Regions from separate parts of the Mus musculus genome. Here region 1 is linked to region 2. Evidence: chromatin contacts called from public HiCAR-type data. All regions are on one chromosome and are shown on one strand. The core of a region is the stretch at or near the end of the contact, and the rest is flanking DNA. Distances in the headings are between cores, read along the strand shown. Region 1 has its middle 15 kb from the start of Gm26422. Region 2 overlaps Rbms1 (RNA binding motif, single stranded interacting protein 1).

Region 1 (2,838 bases), core at 276-2,775, 510 kb after region 2:
GAGACAGAGACAGTGGATATATCCGTCATGAATGAATCATATAATTCTGTTGCTTAAAAAAAAATCTATACCCTAAATCAATAAGTAGTAAGGGAAAAAATGCTGACACCATTGCATATACTAGCAAGATTTTGCTAAAAGGACCCAGATATGGCTGTCTCTTGTGAGACTATGCCAGGCCTAGCAAACACAGAAGTGGATGCTCACAGTCAGCTATTGGATGGATCACAGGGCCCCAATGGAGGAGCTAGAGAAAGTACCCAAGGAGCTAAAGGGGTCTGCAACCCTATAGGTGGAACAACATTATGAACTAACCAGTACCCCGGAGCTCTTGACTCTAGCTGCATATGTATCAAAAGATGGCATAGTCGGCCATCACTGCAAAGAGAGGCCCATTGGACTTGCAAACTTTATATGCCCCAGTACAGGGCCAAAAAGTAGGAGTGGGTGGGTAGGGGAGTGGGGGGGGGACTTTTGGGATAGCATTGGAAATGTAAATGAGGAAAATACCTAATAAAATATTTTTTAAAAAGTAGTAAGGGAAAACAAATAAGATAATTTTATTTATATGAAGGCAGTTCATTGTCTAGCTGGGGACTGGGGTGAGTTAGGAGGTAAGCGGAGAAACTGTGAAAGCTACAAGAAGTCTTCTGAGAGAGGTAGACATGCTTGTTAATTTTAATTTGGTGATAGTTCATAGGTGACCTAATACCTTCAAACTCATCAAATTGTGCATCTTAGTATACAGTTTTCTTTGGAATATCTACACTATATATAAACTACGTGTGTGTGTGTGTGTGTGTGTGTGTGTGTGTGTGTGTGTGTGTGTGTAATATTTCTTTTTATGTCTCCTGGTGTAACCATTTATTTTTCAGCAGCTAGCAGCAAGTCACAAGAGAAAGCCAAGGCTCCCATTATATAATGTCCCCTGACAAGTGTCAGAGCATCTTAAAAGCGGCCACTGACTCCTTCCCTCTCATTACCCTATCTTCAGGCAGGATGCAGCTTTGCATCCTAATCTGAGACCTAATTGAAGCCATTTTAAGTTAAAGGGGGTTGTGGGGTAATGAGGTAAACCTAAAACACAACAGCCTATGAAAGGATACAAACGCAGGGATACAGACGCAGCCACTCTGAGATTTCTCAGTATTCTTGTTTGGTTTTTATGGTCTCAAATCAGCTGTCTTTCACAGGCCAGAAGAAAGGCTCCAATACAGCTTCAAATTCCCTTTATTAGAGCCTCACAGCCAAAGGGAACTAATTCTCCACGAAACCACAGTTTACAGGAAAAAGAAGAAAAGGCCCTATCTCACATCCAGGGCTTGCAATCAAAAGGTGGAGTCTGGAGGACTGGTTCCTGCCGTGCAGACAGGGGGACAGGAGTGAGGAGAGGTGAGCAAAATGGAGACATGTTAGCCAGAAAGTTTCCATCACATCCAGGATCCTAAACTCTGGCAATATGCAGACACTGTGTTTGTTTGTTTAGTTGTATTCTGTTTTGACTGGCTGTGGCACCAGGCCTGCATTCCTTTCCCAGAACTGCCTTATCCAGAAGATAACTGGTAACAGTCCCCAGGAGACCCTCCCTCGGCCTATCTAGAAGGCATTTCCTATTTGCTCTTTCTCAACCATAAAACAGAAAAGTAAGGTAATATTCACTTTTTACCACTCACTAAAATAGCAGCTGTAATTTCTTTTTTATCTTCTTGCCCCATTTATCTTTCAAATCCATTTCTCATCCCCTCTCTAGCTGCAGCCAAGGATGTTTATATCTAAAATGACTCAGGAAGGAAGTAGGGTTTGGCAGACACTCGCCTGCTTTTATATGCCTTGGGAACAGGCTCCTCACCCACTGAGAATAAGGTCAGTTTAATCCACTCCCGTGGGTAAAGTTAGTCAGCAAGGACTTGTTGAATCACCCTGTCCGAGTTGCCCAATAACAGCAAAAATGAAGCAACTTTGTATTGTATTAAGAACAACTGTTGAGTTAGGAATGGGGTACTATTTACGGTGATATCAAATAACAAAAGATGCTTCATTTTACGAATGTCAAAACGTTTACATTTCAAGTCCTCTTTGGCTCTGATGGAAGTTGAAAGTTGTTGTTTAGTAGGGTTATTTTTCTTATTGTGTTTCTCTCTGCCATCAGAAACACAAAACTAAACTATCATCTTTTCATATTTTATTTAAAAAAATGTCTATTTGCTTTCAGAATCCATTATGAAAATAAAAGTCATTTCTACCCTTGTCTAAACCACTGCTCTCAAAAGTACGTTCTTTGTTAGTTAGTTTTCAATATTTCCAAATTCACTTCAAAGAGCCTGGTTAATATTTAAAAGACTTTTCCCGAAGTCTTCCACCTCAGGCATAATTTTTATCTTCCCATGAGCATCCCTGCTGTAGGCCAATTGGGAATTCTAGTAGAAGAATTTAAGCTTCTTGTGGTCCAAATCTACCAATAATTCCCAGACACATCTTTTTCACTGGCTCTCTTAACTGTGCTTTTTCCTCTCTCTCTCCCTCCCTCTCTGTCCCCTCTCTCTCCTACCCTGTCCCCACCCCCAGTATAACTATATAATTTCTAAGCCATCACTGTGAAGTGCATTATACCATTTGTCTTTTAAACCTTTAAGGCTTATCACAGACCTAGTGTCATCCGTGAGGCAGACGGAAAGCTATTCAGCTTCTCCATTTGGAGGGAGGATGGAGACAGCGAAAGCCCAATGGCTTTTCACCAGTCATATGGCAGGACGACCCTGAAAGACTGAGAAGAAAACTAGCCAACTGCCTAACTCCATTCTCTCCACTCTATGGCTCAACCCACCAGAGCTCACTGTC
Region 2 (3,037 bases), core at 157-2,656:
TCATCTTTGTAGGCCAGGCTAGACTGGAACTTAGTATGGAGCTCAGAACAGAATGGCCTTAAACTATAGCAATTCTCCTGCCTCAACTTCCCACACACTGGGACTTCAGCATAGCCATCACCACAGCTGGCTTCCAATCTGGGTCTTTTGAGAAGAAGACACACATTTAAACCATGTTTCCCACACCGAGGCTTTCCAGGAGGCCCGGGGCCGTTTCTGTCTGTGAGGCTTCATCCAGGTACTGCTCCACACAGAACTTCTAAGCATTTCCGTCCGAGTTCCCAGTCTCTGTCCAACCTTGGAATAAAACTTTTCTCTTAATTAGCTATTTTTAAAATCAATAAGAGCAAGCACTTCATGGCCACCACATGGCAGTACTGAGCAAGGCTGTGGAGTTAAGAGAATCAGCTACCTCAGTGTTGTCAGTTTACAGCTGTGTGTCTATGGGCTCCTCATACACCTGCCTACCCCAGAACCCAGTGTTATCAGCAACATCTCATCTCTGCCACCCCACCCCTGTGTCACTGCTTCAAATCACACAAGAGGGAAAGCCTTTAACTGTGTGGCCTTTTAATACCCTGCAGCATCCCCAACTCATTCGCAAGAACAGAATGGAGAGTGACTGGTCCCTGATAACACAACCACACAGCCAGACTTAAACTTCCTTCATAAAAAATCCCTCTCCCCAAAAGACATACTCAAGGCAATCCTTGACTGCATCAGCCTAAGAGAATCAAGTCCGGATACTCAAACCCACGATGTGATGGTTAGAAGAACAAGAGAGCTGCTGGCATTAAGACGTTAATTTGTAACCTTAAAAATAAAGGAAAAAGAAGAAACCAGGTACTGAAATCTATATGCTGCAGAACGATGGCACACAGCAAGCATCCCTGAACCTGTGCACTGGCCTTCCTCACAGATGATGGGGAAACACGTCCCTCAGCTAGCTCACAGAATAAAGCTGTGCAGTCCTTGAGTGGGGCTGGCATTCAAAGTGCATCACTGATATGACCTAGATTGTCAACCCACACTCAATCCTCTTTTGAATAAGCGAATGGTAATGATTTCTTCCAGAGATTATTTAAAATACTATGCTACTTAGGTGCTAGAATGTATGTAGGGGACTACCCTATAAAGGCCTTGGCATTGTGGATAAAACAGGCTCCTTCCTAACTCAGTTTCAACAATGCGTGTTGGTGCTCCCAGGATCCACAGGAAGAAACCAGACAACCTAGAGAAAGCCTGCAAGAATCTGGCTGTGAATTGGATTAGGATGTGCGCATCCCGCTCTTCTCTGTCTAAAAGAAACAGAAGCTGAGAATGCCATTCACTTGGAGAGAAACGCAGCCATGTTCTGAGCCTCCACATGTGGTCTGCTACCCTCTTGTTACCAGCCAAGCAACAGGGCTGTCAGTGGACCTACACAAAGCTTGATCTGAATCCCACCAGCTTGCTGTATACAATGGGTCTATGTGTGACTCAAAAGCCGAACAATGGGAAAGGAGCAAGCTGATTGAAAGGGCCTACCAGAATGGCTGGGAAGTAATTACTCTCTTCCCGATGGCTGGCAGAGGCAGATGGAAGCTAGGACTCACTGGAAGCTGGCTTGGCAATATACTGAATAATCCTAGCACTCATGAGCCAGAGGGGGAAGAATTTTGGATTGAAAGCCACCCTGGGCTATGTGTAAGATCACTCAAATACCCCAAAGAAGCAGCCACACAGAGTGATCCTAGTGTGAATTAGATTCCCTGTGGAAGGCTGCCTAGGAGGCAGGGAGAGAGTTCATCAGAGCAAGGCTGATGGTTAGCTTCGGGGGTGGATAGTAGATTAGGTAGAGAGCTCAGAAAAACTCCCAAGAGTACTGTATGAGAAAGAGCATCAATGTGTTACTACCCAGGAAAGAAGTCAACACCAGACTAACCAGACTAGGTTAGTGACAGGCCAATAAACCTTCCCAACTATGAAGGGGTTTAAAAAACACAGCTAAGGAGCTGAGAGAGACTGGGTAGAAACACATAAACGCGGGAAGGGAAACTTCACCATTGTGGCTTGATACTCAGGATTTCTGTGAAATAAGCGTATATATTTAAATTATAAGCACTATACATCATATATTAATAATCTCTTTTTGAAAATCAGGTATTTAGCTCCAAAATGTTAATCAAATGTTAAAATATTTTTGCGTTATTTTAGTAAGAAAGATTATAATACATTATACACTAATGACAACCCCCCCCCCCTCAACCAATCTTCTAAAATGTAATTAGATTGAGCTACAATGAAACTAAGCCCATTCATCACATGTCGGACTATAGATGCATATAATTAATGATTGTTGGGATGGAAACCTTCACAATGCTGCTTCCAGATCACCAAACTGTCGGCAAAGTTGCCAGCAACTAATTGCAATGGAGGCTGTGTTGCCCTTTCCCTTAGAGCCAGCAGCAGCCAACACTCATGGACTTGTAGGGCTCTGGGCAGTTTGTGGTATGTCTATGTATGCCCCCACATTACACTGCTTCTGAACACAGTAAGGCTTTCCCCCTAATAGACCCTTATTTAAATATCACATCGAATGAGGCTGGGCAACATGAATACAGAGGAATGGCTGTAAACATACTGAAAGAGATGCTAGGTTTTATGGTGTGAAAAATCAAGGGACAGGACTTTCTGAAATGGGAGTAACTGCAGAAGCCATGGGAACTGTGTCCTGGATATCATCTAAAGAGAAAGGGGGAGATTTGCAGAGTGACTCAGGATGGAGAGGGAAGGGCAGCATTGTGGTTTTCTGGGTAAGGTCTGCTTGTCCATGTCTAGTCACGTACTGACTGCAGGGCCAGAGTAAATGTGCTACAAATCAGAAAGCAGAGCAGGATCCCTGTCATCACACTTGCTTACTCTATCCTCGTTTTCAGCATCAAACTGGACATTGCTCAGAGGATGAGGCCATCGTCTGACGACCAGGATGCCTTCTACTTTCCGTTTCTATTTTCCTAAATTTCTACTCTGGAGGTGAAGAATACCCATAGGCCAT

Evidence for each region. HiCAR-type assays count read pairs that join an accessible place to other places.
Region 1: a HiCAR-type map of astrocytes shows a contact between it and region 2, with 3 times the contacts expected there. The contact joins two enhancer-like sites. A contact is called at or near these places in 2 of 484 Hi-C or Micro-C datasets (liver and nephron progenitors), 2 of 115 datasets of contacts at active chromatin or transcription factors (astrocytes and heart atrium) and 2 of 9 other capture datasets (embryonic tail and embryonic trunk).

The regions. Positions count from the first base shown.
Region 1 is chr2:61,293,931-61,296,768 of GRCm38.p6, forward strand. No RefSeq gene overlaps it. Among named protein-coding and RNA genes, the nearest start is that of Gm26422, 15 kb to the left of the region's middle. Within about 2 kb of position 1,526, at least 77 of the 459 cell types and tissues checked have an H3K27ac peak or open chromatin away from gene starts, as enhancers often do. A contact at or near this core is called in astrocytes, where this site is marked.
Region 2 is chr2:60,786,910-60,789,946 of GRCm38.p6, forward strand. The region is part of intron 4 of Rbms1 (RNA binding motif, single stranded interacting protein 1); the gene reads right to left. Among named protein-coding and RNA genes, the nearest start is that of Rbms1, 93 kb to the right of the region's middle. RefSeq lists an enhancer at 1-654. Within about 2 kb of position 1,407, at least 38 of the 459 cell types and tissues checked have an H3K27ac peak or open chromatin away from gene starts, as enhancers often do. A contact at or near this core is called in astrocytes, where this site is marked.